Linked DNA regions of Mus musculus: region 1 is linked to region 2. A link is a contact called in public HiChIP or PLAC-seq data. All regions are on one chromosome and are shown on one strand. The core of a region is the stretch at or near the end of the contact, and the rest is flanking DNA. Distances in the headings are between cores, read along the strand shown. Region 1 holds the start of Dgka (diacylglycerol kinase, alpha). Region 2 has its middle 18 kb from the start of Rps26.

The links. HiChIP or PLAC-seq counts read pairs in DNA pulled down with a chosen protein or histone mark.
Region 1: a contact with region 2 is called in an H3K27ac HiChIP or PLAC-seq map of embryonic stem cells, with 8 read pairs. The contact joins the promoter of Dgka here to the enhancer-like site in region 2. A contact is called at or near these places in 9 of 39 promoter capture datasets (the 3T3-L1 cell line, the C10 cell line, the HPC-7 cell line and 6 more), 4 of 484 Hi-C or Micro-C datasets (the G1E-ER4 cell line, Th1 cells and embryonic stem cells), 6 of 115 datasets of contacts at active chromatin or transcription factors (the 230-238 cell line, the HPC-7 cell line, the SCID.adh cell line and 1 more) and 3 of 9 other capture datasets (adipose tissue, liver and pancreatic islet).

What each region holds. Positions count from the first base shown.
Region 1 is chr10:128,740,464-128,746,561 of GRCm38.p6, reverse strand. Dgka (diacylglycerol kinase, alpha) reads left to right here and starts at 2,486. Exons shown (of 24, transcript NM_016811.3): 1 at 2,486-2,766. Gm31504 (predicted gene, 31504) reads right to left here and starts at 1,615. Exons shown (of 2, transcript NR_168573.1): 1 at 1,367-1,615; 2 at 680-1,221.
Region 2 is chr10:128,604,952-128,611,639 of GRCm38.p6, reverse strand. No RefSeq gene overlaps it. Among named protein-coding and RNA genes, the nearest start is that of Rps26, 18 kb to the left of the region's middle. Within about 2 kb of position 4,944, at least 17 of the 459 cell types and tissues checked have an H3K27ac peak or open chromatin away from gene starts, as enhancers often do. A contact at or near this core is called in embryonic stem cells, where this site is marked.

The DNA of each region.
Region 1 (6,098 bases), core at 1,237-3,736, 140 kb before region 2:
CTAGTGTGACCTGTTTACTCTTTAATCTCTGGACACTCCCCATCACTGTACCCCTCAGACATCCTGCCCCCATCTCTGCAGGTTGGCAGGAAGTGAAACTCAATTGTCTGTTCAGTAGACTGGCCCTGGACCCAGCCCTGGGCCCCGGATGTATAACCCCACCCAGAGGAAGAAGAGGCTGGGAAAACAGGCTTGTTTTTTCCTTTCCCTTTGTTCACTGTGGTTTCTTTCTTTCTGACTTGTATGATGTGGTTGATTAAAGAGATGAGCACCTGGAACTATAGACATCAAACACCTCTTCCGTAGATGGTTCTTTGCTTTTCTTCCACCACCCCCACCAACAACTGACCTGAGAATATGGCGAAACACAGATCCAAAATAAGGTACAAAGATGTTACAGTAACTCTGAGCTCCTGCCAGGCAGTGGCACACCCTTTAATCCCAGCACTTGGGAGGCAGAGGCAGGCGGATTTCTGAGTTCGAGTTCGAGGCCCACCTGGTCTACAGAGTAAGTTCCAGGACAGCCAGGGCGACACATCGAAATCCTGTCTTGAAAAACCGAAATAAAATAAAAGTCTGAGTTTCTCTTCATATTCCTTATTGGAAAAATCATATTCCAACCTATGGCTTGTTTAATGTAGGAGAGTCTTTGACTTTATGCAAGAACTGATTCGAAGAGTAGTTTGGGACACAAGTGTTATTTAAACAGAATCTTTGTTTACGGTGATCAAGAGCTAGGAAGCTTTACAGACATCTAGGCACTTGCTTCAGTTTGTGTTTTTGCTTATCCTACAGAAAGAACTAAGAACAAGATCAGGTATAAAGAGACCTTCAAAAGTGTCTGTTGATAGCAGGAGTGGCACACACCAATAAACCCGGTAAACCCAGCTCTTGAGAGGTTGAACCAGGATGGCAATTTCACTGCCAGCCTAGGCTATGTACATACTAAAATCTTGTCTCAGGAAAAAAATCGTTTGTTGGACTGTGAGTAAGGAGGCGATGTAGGAAGGGGAGATAGACTTTGCTAACGGTGACGCATATACTGTTAAGAAGAAGGGTGTGGGGTAGCGGTATAGATCCGTGGTGCAGCACCGGAGAAGCACGTTCCAGGCACTGAAGCTCATCTGCAGCATGGTGGTGACAGTGATGGAGGAGGAAGAGGAAAAATGAAAACAAAAACAAAGCAGTGAAGGGTCAGGATGCAAGCAAACCAGAACAAACCTGAAAAGGACAGCAGAACAGAGACAGGTCACTCTCCGACTCCCGATCTGAATCTAAAGTTTAAATAACAACAGCAGCAGCAAACCCCACTACTCTAGAGAGTTGCTTCAACAGCTTTGTCTCCAAATACTTGAAGACTACTTACTTCTGTTTCCACTAGAGGGCCTTTTGTTTCTTTCGGTTTTTTTTTTTTCTTTTCTTTTCCTTTCTCTTCTTTTTTTTTCTTCTCTCTCTCTCTCTGACCCTCACTGGACCCGAATATATACACACATTTCCAACAAGCAGTCTGCTCTCCCACTCCTTTCTATTCCCAGCTGTAAGAGGATACAATTCCAAGAACACAAGGCTTTGTTGTGCTGCTCCTACTTCAGAGAAGGGTAGGAGGGAGTTAGTCGTGGGTTTGGGGCGGGGCGGGGGATGCAGGATGCCTGGGTCCCCAGTCCCTACCAGTAAATCCCCACTCATTGGTCTCCTTTCCGTTCAGCCTCACACCAACCATGCTGCTTCAAGAGTCCTGACAGCTCCAATAACAGGTAGGAGGAACTGAAAGGCTCTGCCTTCAGACTCTACCTTTGCCCAACGACTTCTGTGCCATCTGCCAAGGCCAGAGGGTAAAGTGCTAGGGTTGGGTATGAAGAAAAGGTGAACACAGTCAAACGTTGTTTTATGCACCTAAATCTCCACCCTAGTCTTAAGGAAAGGATATGGATTTTGAGAGAAAAGGCTGTGCATAGACAAGTCCGAGGCGGAGCTGAGGAACTCGGAGGAGAGGTGGGCAATTATCTCAGGCAGGGTCAAGCAATGTGAAGCCATGTGGAGAAGGAAATGCACCTAGGTCTAGGGTTGTGTGTGAATTGTGGAACTCTGGCCTTGCCTCTCTGGGTTCTCCTGAATGTGGAATCATTGACTTGGGCAGGCGCGTCCAAAGTGATGATTTGGAGATTGGAGGGCCGGCCAATTGCTGACCAGTCGCTGGGTGGTTCCAATCAGCACCCTGACCCCTACCTTGGCTTTCCTGGGAAGGGATGATGGGAGAGGCTTTGACTAATTAGAAAAGAAAGATAGAAGTAGAGCTGCCCCAGGCATGGGAAGACAGAAGCGTAGGAGTGGAGAAAGTGGCACAAACCAGAGCCCTGGAGATACTCTGAAGGCCCGGAGCAGATTGTGTTGGAAAGCTGGCAACAGCGGTGGGCTTGGGCGCGGCAGGAGGGCAGGCTGGGTCGGGGGCGGGCAGTGTGTCGTCAGGAGCTGGGCGGCCCCGCAGCGGCCGCGTCTTCCTAACCCGTCCCCTCCTGTCCAGCTCGGGCTCCGGCGCCCCTGCTCTGACCGTGCGCTCTCTTGGGTCAAGGTAGAGCCCCCGCGAGCCCCGTGCCACTCGCACACTCTCGCACCCGGCCAAAAGGGCAGCGGAAGGGGCCGCCCCACCGACTGGGTGAGGGCTGCGGCGTCCAGAGAAGGAAGCGTTGACAGCTGGAAGCTGCTGCTGGAAGGGTTTGCGCTGGGACTCCGGGACTGCCGTAGCGCTGCGCAAGACGCAAGACCGGGGTAAGCTGCGTTTCCCCCAGACCTTTCCTCCACCCTTATCCCTCTTGCTCACTCGGAGAGCTGGGAAGCTCAGCTCCTGGGAACTCGGAAGAAAGGTGCCTTTTGAAAACCCAAGGTGCCACACGGGTGAAGAAGGGTTCTTCTTTGGCCTCCGATCCTTTCCACACCTGTCACGGGGAGTTTTCTGGAAAAACTGGGTGGGAAGCCACTTTTCAGATTTAAATAAGAAATGAACCTGACTACCGAGGCAGAAAAGTAAATATTATTGGTCATCTCTACAGCCTCAAAAAATACAAGCCCACATCCCCCAACTATGCCAACATCGTAACTTCCTCCTGTACTAGTAGCTACGACACCCTCCGTACAGGAACATAGTGTGCCACCCCCTTATCCAGGCAACACAATTATCCCTGATGTTTATGGCGATTTAATGAATTCTGATGCTTCAAGACAAAAACAAAACAAAAAACAACCTCTCTGACTAGTAGCAGGGATGGGAAGGAAAGAACGGACCCTCAACCCTGGGAAAAAGGGATGCCTGATGTGGTTAGTCCAGCTCATTAGGCTTGGTTCTAAAGCTAGGAGTACCTGCTCTGTGAAGTCTCTTGCTGGGGCATCCTGAACGTCCTAGAAACACGCTAATTCTTGAGTAATGATGAATTTGAAAGCGGGTAATGAAGTGAAAGGAAACGTTAAGTGTTAGTGGAAACCTTATCTCTTTGATAGCTGCAATTTTAGTATTCAGTGTTTAAAGTTAGATCTGAAGAAGGAGAGGCGCCAAGATTTGGTGGACGTAATTTGAACAGGTTGTCTAAGAGTCTTGACTGGGATCCTAAGCCCAGAATGTTGTAGGATTCTTTCCCTCCCCTCCAAGTCAGTTTCTCTGGTCTCACCCTAAGTTGGTAGAGGTGAGGGAAACCCGGGGTGGGGTTGGGGGGAGGGGGAGCGTGAGTCACAAATAGCTGGGGGTAGGACTACAGACACCACCCTTCCAGCCCTGCATCTGTCTGGACTAGCCCAGGTTATAGCCTCAGGGTTGGGATGAAGCTAGAAGACTTTGGACTTGTTCCAGGTCTTTAAGATCCCAGGATCCTGTAGTTTGCTCTCGGTCAGGTCCAGGGGCAGCCAATTTATACTCTCTGACAGAAGTCAGGGCATCTGACTAGATCCCTAGAAACCCCTATGTCCAGGGTCCCAACCCACAGATGTTCCTAACTCTATAGTTTCCAGCCACCTCCTCATTTTCTCAGAGGCAAATTCACCATCTTGATGCTACTACATGTCTGTACCTGACATAAGTATTTGTATTTTAAGTGGAAGGTACATAGTTGAGCCTTGCTACGGATAGAAGTCACTAGAATTTGTGAGTTCTTGGCTTAAAAGTACCATTTATCCTAATATCCAAATGTGTTTCTTTTTCTCACTTTGTGGGTGTGTAGGGGGACAGGGTCTAACCAAAGTTTCCCATGCTGTCCTTAAACTTACTTTGTAGCCTAGGCAGGCCTTAAGCATCCCACCCCCTTATCCGAGTCTCCTGAGTAGCCGGAATTGTCTATATTACCACGCTTCACCAGACATAAGACTATTTTTGTGTGTCACCTTATATAATATTGGTTGATGTTTATTGAATTCTCATTCTGTATCACACATTTCACTATGCATAATTGCTATATAAACTTACTTAAAAACCCACTTTGTGACCGACTAGGTACCTGTTTATTGATAAGATTGGGCTAGTGTATATAGATCAGTAGCTATGCACTACTGAGGATAACCTGACATGCTTGAGATCTTAAGTCCCTGAGTTTGATTCCCAGCTTTAACATTTTTAATGTGGTTCAGTGAGTAAAAGGACTCATCCAAGAGCTGAGATTCCAGCTTGCACCTAATTCAAAGGTCCATTCTCAAGCAGGGTGTGGCTGCAGATGCCTGTAATCCCAGCTGTAACAAGAGCTGCATAGTGAGACTCTGGCTCAAAAACAAACAATAAAAGCAAAAAAGTTCTCAGTTTCCATTATATATTGCCTCTCCCAGGTGTGAGATCTGGAGAGTCAAAGAAGGGACAGGAAGGACTCGTGTCATTGTGAAGAATGACCAGAGAGGTGCCTTGGCCTCTCTCTTTTCTTGGTTCCTTATTTGTTTTTTTCCTCAGTCTCCATTTCCCAGAACTTTGGAATCATCTAAAATTCCCCAGCAATACTCAGAGATGCTAACTAAGCTGTTCAAGTTCTTATGTATTATTATGTATCATAAGACTCTTATATATTCACTAGCTCTGTTGGCAGCAAAGGATGGGTTATAGTCACTGATGAAGTCCAGAAAGGCAAAGTCCTTTTCTTAGGTGTCATTGTCCTAAAAGGTCATTTTCAAATCTTCTCAGAGAGCCTTTGGAACACAGATGTTACTTAGTACCTACTATGTTCCCTCCACGTTATCTCATACTTTCCTGACTGCCAAGTGGACACTCAGTGGCATGCTATTCATCCAAACTTGGACTAATTGACCCCGCCAAAAACGACTACCAAAGTTTATAGAACCTTTTGTACAACCCATATTAAGAATCCAGTCGGGCTGGTGAGATGGCTTAGTGGGTGAGAGCACCCGACTGCTCTTCCAAAGGTCCAGAGTTCAAATCCCAGCAACCACATGGTGGCTCACAACCATCCGTAACAAGATCTGACTCCCTCTTCTGGTGTGTCTGAAGACAGCTACAATGTACTTACATATAATAATAAATAAATCTTTAAAAAAAAAAAAAAAAAAAAAAAAAAAGAATCCAGTCGATGCTGAATCCTGTTTTAGGTACTGAGGAAAGAGTAGAAAGAGGACTGGTAAGGTCCTGCCTCTGTGGAACCAAGGTCTTGGTCAAATACAAACACTTAAGGAAGGGATAAAAATTTCTACTGGTGATTTGACAGGGAAACCACATTGAGGTAGAACAAGAAAAGTAGCGAGATGGAGGGAGAAGATTTACATGAGTTTCAAGCCAGCTTGAGCTAGTGAGACCCTGCCTCAAAGTAAAACAAACAAACAAACAAACAAACAAACAGGATCCAACATCAAGGAAGTTCTCATGAAGGAGCTGGTCTTTTAGTTGAGACAAGAGGAGTAGGGGAAATGTCCTAAGCAGCCAGCACAGCAGGGACCATGGTGTAGTCAGGTAAAACCTCAGCATACTTGTGAACAGGAGGGCAGCATGTGGCAGGGAGAGTGGAGCTGTGTGCTGGGGCTGGAGCCTCACTCCCCGGCTTATCAGTTGTCTTGGGCTCTCCCAGCCCATGACTTCCTTGAGCTTCAGCTGTATCTTCCTTCTCCTCTCTTCCTCTTCTTTT
Region 2 (6,688 bases), core at 3,695-6,194:
TGTTTTGTGTGGGCCATCTGCTGCCAGGCCTGGTGCTTGCCAGTAAGTGCAGTTTGTTATACCCAGTGAGACTCTGTTGGAGAAAACTATTTTTCCTTTGTGAGCAGTTATCAGTGGAGATAGCTTCTGGGTTCGACTCGGGGCCTCCTGTCTACTTTCCCTCTCGGTAATGGGACCCATCTGGCTTAGATCTGCGCAGGCCTGGTGTGTGCTGCTTCAGTCTCTCTGTGTGTGTGTGTGTGTGTGTGTGTGTGTGTGTGTGTGTGTGTGTGTGTGTGTGTGTGTGTTAGTCCTCACCTTTCTGCCTCCTCTTCAGCAGGGTTCCTTGCGCTCTGAGGGGAGGGATTGATGGAGACCTCCCGTTTAGGAGTGAGTGTTCCAGGGTCTCTCAGTCTCTGCACATTGTCTGGCTGTTGGTCTCTGTGTCTGTCCCCATCTCCTGCAGAAGGAGCATCTCTGACGATGTCTGAGCAGGGCACAGGTCCATGAGTACAGTAGAACGTTGTTAGCAGTCATGTCATTGCTACTCTTCAGGAGGACAGCACTATTTGGTTTTCTCCTAGGTCTTTGAGTTATCTTGTCTCGGGTTCTTGGCCACCAGAACAGTGCTAGGCATATATGGTTCCCTCTCATGGAGTGGGCCTCACATCCAGTTAGGTGGTGGTTGGTTACCCCAACTCTTGTGTCACTACTGTGCCAATGTGTCTTGTAGGCAGGTCACCATTGTGGACTGAAGGATTTATATAAACGAGCTGGAGTTCACCTGTTATACCTCTGGTAGTGGAAAGACTACCTTCCAGTACGTGAACACTAGTCAGTCAGTAGAGGTGAAGGCTCAAAGTGGGCATCACTTGACTTCTTTGTGTTCAATGAATTATGTAGGTATTCCTTCAGCAATAGGGACTTACCAAAAGGTTGTGGAGAGCAACCGGTATCTTTGGCAATAGCCTGGGTTTTTTAGGGATTTCCATGGGGCCCTTTTGACCAACAACTGGACTAGATGAAACCCATTCCTGGCAGTGGAGATTGTGTTTGGTGGCAAGAAATACTTGGTTAGAGCTTTCTCTCCACCTTTATTAAAGAAGGTTCTATCTACTGTATTAGGTTTCCATGTGACTCTGAAATGGCTCTCGCTTTTGGCTGTCTCTTCCCATATTCTCTCTATCTCTGAAAAAAGGAAATGATTTATTTATTTATTTTATGTATATGAGTACACTGTAGCTGTACAGATGGGTGTGAGCCTGCATGTGGTTGTTGGGAATTGAATTTTAGGACCTCGGCTTGCTCAGGTCAGCCCCGCTCCGGTCCAAAGATTTATTTATTTATTTATTATACATAAGTACACAGTAGCTGTCTTCAGACTCGCTGGAAGAGGGTGTCAGATCTCATTACAGATGGTTGTGAGCCACCATGTGGTTGCTGGGATTTGAACTCAGGACCTCTGGAAGAGCAGTCTTTTTTTTTTTTTTTTTTTTTTTTGGTTTTTCGAGACAGGGTTACTCTGTATAGCCCTGGCTGTCCTGGACCTCACTTTGTAGACCAGGCTGGCCTCGAACTCAGAAATCCACCTGCCTCTGTCTCCCGAGTGCTGGGATTAAAGGCATGTGCCACCACGCCTGGCCCTGGAAGAGCAGTCTTACCAGCTGAGCCATCTTGTCAGCTATCTTGTCAGCCCCCCCACCCCCATATTCTCTCTTAACCCCTTCCCTCCCTCTCCCTGTTTGGTTTTCTTGTCCTAGTCTCCAGCCTCCATCCATCCATAACTATCTATTCTATCCCCTCTTCCTAGGAAGATCCTCCCCCCCCCCCCGTTTTTTGATTTGTTTTGTTTTGTTTTTTGAGACAGGGTTTCTCTGTGTAGCCCTGGCTGTACTGGAACTCACTTTGTAGACCAGGCTGGCCTCGAACTCAGAAATCTGCCTGCTTCTGCCTCCCGAGTGCTGGAATTAAAGGCATGCGCCACCACACCCGCCCCCCACCCCCACTTTTTGAAACGATGTCTCACTATGTAGCTCTTTAACTGTCCTATTAATTTGTTGTGTACATCAGACTGGCCCCATACTGGAGATCTGCCTGCCTCTGCCTCTGAGTGCTGGGATTAAAGGTATGAGCCACCACTGCCTGGAATCCTGTGATTTTTTTTTTCCCCTGTGATCCTATACAAAGTCATTTACTTGTTTTTTTTTTCTTTTTTGGTTTTTGTTTTTGTTTGTTTGTTTGTTTTTTGGGTTTTTTTGAGGGGGAGGGGGTTGAGACAGGGTTTCTCTGTGTAGCCCTGGCTGTCCTGGAACTCACTCTGTAGACCAGACTGGCCTCGAACTCAGAAATCCGCCTGCCTCTGCCTCTCGAGTGCTGGGATTAAAGGCGTCCGCCACCATGCCTGGCTCCATTTAATTGTTTTTTATAAATATATTCTCTTTTGTTTTGTTTTTAATATTTATTTATGTATTTATTTAATGTATATGAGTACACTGTCACTGTCTTCAAACACACCAGAAAAGGGCATAGGATCCCATTACATGGTTGTGAGCCACAAGTGGTTACTGAAAACTGACCTCAGGACCTCTGGAAGATCAGTCAGTGCTCTTAACCGCTGAGCCATCTCTCCAGCCCTATAAATATATCTTTTAAGTAATATTATTTATATTTTGTTTTAAATATTCAATTTTTAAAAGTTATGTGTATGAATGTTTTACCTGTATGTATGTGAACAGCAAATGTGCAGTGCCCTTGGAGGCCAGAAGAGAGCGTCAGATCCCCTGAAACTGGAATCAGAGACAGTGTGCTGAATTTGAATCCTCAGCAAGAGCAAGAAGTGCTCTTAATTGTTGAGCCATCCGAGTGGGGGTGGGTGGGTATGGGGGACTTTTGATATAGCATTGGAAATGTAAATGAGCTAAATACCTAATAAAAAATGGAAAAAAAAATTGTTGAGCCATCCCTTCAGTCCTGAATGTGTTACATTTAGTTCTTAGAACAGCCTTGCGCTGGCAAGACGGTTCAGAAGGTAGACTTGCCATCCAGTGCCCAGGATTCATGTAAAAAGACAAAAGGAGATTCTCTCTCTCTCTTTCTTTTAAAAAGAGACTTTCAGCCAGGTGTGGTGGCGCATGCCTTTAATCTCAGCACTCAGGAGGCAGAGGCAGGCAGATTTCTGAGTTCGAGGACAGCCTGGTCTACAAAGTGAGTTCCAGGACAGCCAGGACTATACAGAGAAACCCTGTCTCGAAAAAAAAAAACCAAACCCTCCCCCCAAAAAGAAGAAGAAGGAGGAGGAGGAGGAGGAGGAGGAGAAGGAGGAGAAAGAGAAGGAGAAGGAGGAGAAAGAGAAGGAGAAGGAGGAGAAAGAGAAGGAGGAAAAGGAGAAGGAGGAGAAGAAGGAGAAGAAGGAGGAGAAGAAGAAGAAGAAAAGAAAGACAGAGATAGGAGACCCCCAAAAGCAAAATATCTAACCAGACTAGCCAAACTGGTGAGCTTTGAGTTCAGCAAGAAATGCCTCAAAATACAAGGAAGATCTCAATATCAGTGGTGGCTACACACATGAGCTCACGGTGGGTGGTGCATACAGAAAGGTGGCTACATACATGTGCATACAGAAATACACATATGCATGTACATGACATACCCACACCTACACAAAGTCAAGCAATCTTTGAATTATTGTAAATATTGCCATTTAATAAATTTTATGGCCCTGCGGTGGTGACACATGCCTTTCATCCCAGCACTCGGGAGGCAGAGGCAGGAGGATTTCTGAGTTCGAGGCCAGCCTGGTCTACAAAGTGAGTTCCAGGACAGCCAGGGCTACACAGAGAAACCCTGTCTTGAAAAAAAAAACTAAATAAATAAATAAATAAAAATAATAAAATAAAATAAATTTTATAGGCAGGTATGGTGTTGAATATCTTTAATCCCAACACTTAGAGGCCAGAGGCAGGAGATCTCTATGAATTAGAGGTCAGCACGGTGAGTTCCAGGAGAGCCAAGGCTAAACAGAGAGACACTGTCTCAAAACAAACAAAACAAACCCCCCTACTTCTTTCCATACAATATATTTTGATCATGTTCCTTCTTCTCTGAAGCGGAAACGTCTAGTTTTGGAAAGTCAATTATGTCAAATGATGTTTTGCTGGGGCACACAGGTGAAAAGATTGTCTTGCTAAAGCAGACATGGTAAAGAATGTTTTCCTGAAGCAGGCACAGGTGAAAGGATGTTTTGCTATAGCAGATACGTGAAAGAATGCTGAGGAAGGAGTATAAATATGATCCCACAGACAGTGGGAGACGAGCACTGAGAATTGGTTTGGTTTTGCTCCACCTCGCTACTCTTCACTAACCCTGTCTCGGAAAAAAAAAGTCCTTCCCCCATATGTCTTCCTCTTTTTAAAGAATTATTTATTTTATGTATATAAGTACATTGTAGCTACTTCAGACACAACAGAAGGGGGCATCTGATCACTTTACAGATGGTTGTGAGCCACCATGTGGTTGCTGGGAATTGAACTCAGGACTTTCAGAAGAGTAGTCAGTGCTCTTACCCGATGAGCCATCTCTCCAGCCCCCCCGTCTACCTACCTTTCTTTCTTTCTTTCTTTCTTTCTTTCTTTCTTTCTTTCTTTCTTTCTTTCTTTCTTTCTTTCTTTCTCTCTCTCTCTCTCTCTCTCTTTCTCTCTCTCTCTCTCTCTCTCTCTCTCTTTCTTCCTTTCTTTCTTTCTTTTTTCCTTTTCTTTTTCTTTTTCTTTTCTTTTTTTTGAGATAGCATCACAGGCTGGATAGAATCACAAATAGCCCAGGCTGGCTCAGACTCTCCTTTAGCTGAGAATGACCATGAATTCCTGCCTCCACCCCCCAAGAATGGAATTCTAGGTATGTCACACTTACTCCAACTCTACAGTTGATTTTTTAAAAGTGTGCAGCCCAATTTGATAGCACTGGGACCCAGCCCTCAGGGTGGTGGGTGGGGGAGGAGGCACCAGGATCAGGAGTTCAGCCATTCTCCATCCTTGGATGCATCAAACGTTCAAGGTCAGCCTGTGCTGCCTGAGATCTTGACTCACAACAAGCAAAAGCAGCACTTCAGGTTGGAACATAGCTCAATGAGATCACCTACTCATGCAGGAGGCCCTGGGTCTGATCGCCAGTGCCCTTATAGACAAATACAAAACAAAACAAAAAAATAAAAAACAAAAACAAAGTTTGGAATTACCTCAGTGGTAAAGCACTTGCTTAGCATTTGTAAGGTCCTGGGTTTAGCCCTGAACAGTCCTCGCCTCTCAGAAGATTAATGTTTTAACAGCTTTATTGAATATAATAGGAAATGCAGTGATGGGTGCTAAGCACAGGTAATCCCATGGAGGGAGGGAGGGAGGGAGGGAGGGAGGGAGGGAGGGAGAGAGGGGGATATTTGCAGTGTGCAGGGGAGGAGAACTGAGACAGCTCCACAAAGCCACCCATTGTCAAGTCTGACAACCTGAGCCAATTCCAGAGCCCACATAGTAGAAGGAGAGCTTCCATGTACATGTGTGTACAAAAATATATTCTTAAATATTTTGGGGGGTTGGGGATTTAGCTCAACAGTAGAGTGCTTGTCTAGCAAGCACAAGGCCCTGGGTTCAGTCATCAGCTCTGAAAAAAAAAAGATAAAATAATATTTTTCAATGTTGTTGTTTGTTTGTTTGTTGTTTTTGTTTGCTTGTTTGTTTGAGGCAGGGTTTTTCTGTGTTGCCCTGGCTGTCCTGGAACTCACTCTATAGACCAGGCTGACCTTGAACTCAGAAATCCACCTGCCTCTGCCTCTCAAGTGCTGGGACTAAAGGTATGTGCCACCACTGCCTGGGTCAATGTATTTTTTTTTTTTATGCACATGAGTGTTCTGCCTTCTTGTGTGTATGTATGTATGTCCAGCATACATACATAGACAGAAGCCAGCTTCTGTATGCAGGTAAGTAAGAAGGTAGGCAAGGCAGGCAGGTAGACAGACAGACAGACAGACAGAAGCTCCTTTAAAGCAACAATTGGAGTTCCCCACTGAAATTTCTGGGCAGAGCAGAGTATCCTCTCTGGTGAGGCTTTCAAGCAAAAGAACAAACAGTCACTGTCCTGGCTGGTTTTGTGTGTCAACTTAGCACAAGCTGGAGTTGTCCCAGAGAAAGGAGCCCCCCTTGAGGAAATGCCTCCATGATCCTGCTGTAAGGCATTTTCTCAACTAGTGATCAAGGGGAGGAGGGGCCAGCCCATTGTGGGTGGTGCCATCCCTGGGCTGGTGGTCTTGGGTTCTATAAGAAAGCAGGCTGAGCAAGCCAGGGGAAGCAAGCCAGTAAGCAGCACCCTCCATGGCCTCTGCTTCAGCTCCTGCCTCCAGGCTCCTGCCCTGTGTGAGTTCCTGTCCTGCCTTCCTTTGGTGATGAACAGCAATGTGGAAGTGTAAGCAGAATAAACCCTTTCCTCTCCAAGTTGCTTCTTGGGGATGCGTGTTTTATGCAGGAATAGAAACCCTGACTAAGACAGTCACAGACAGAGACACACATCAAATTCAGCTCTTAACATCCACAAAAGCTGGCTGCACAGGACATCCTCAGCAGGACAGGAAGCCTCTGCAGGGTTCCAGACTGAGCTGAGCTTTTGCTCCAGGCTGTTTCCCAGTTCTCCTTCTCACTGTAGTTGTTTTAAAACTTATGGGATAAACAAC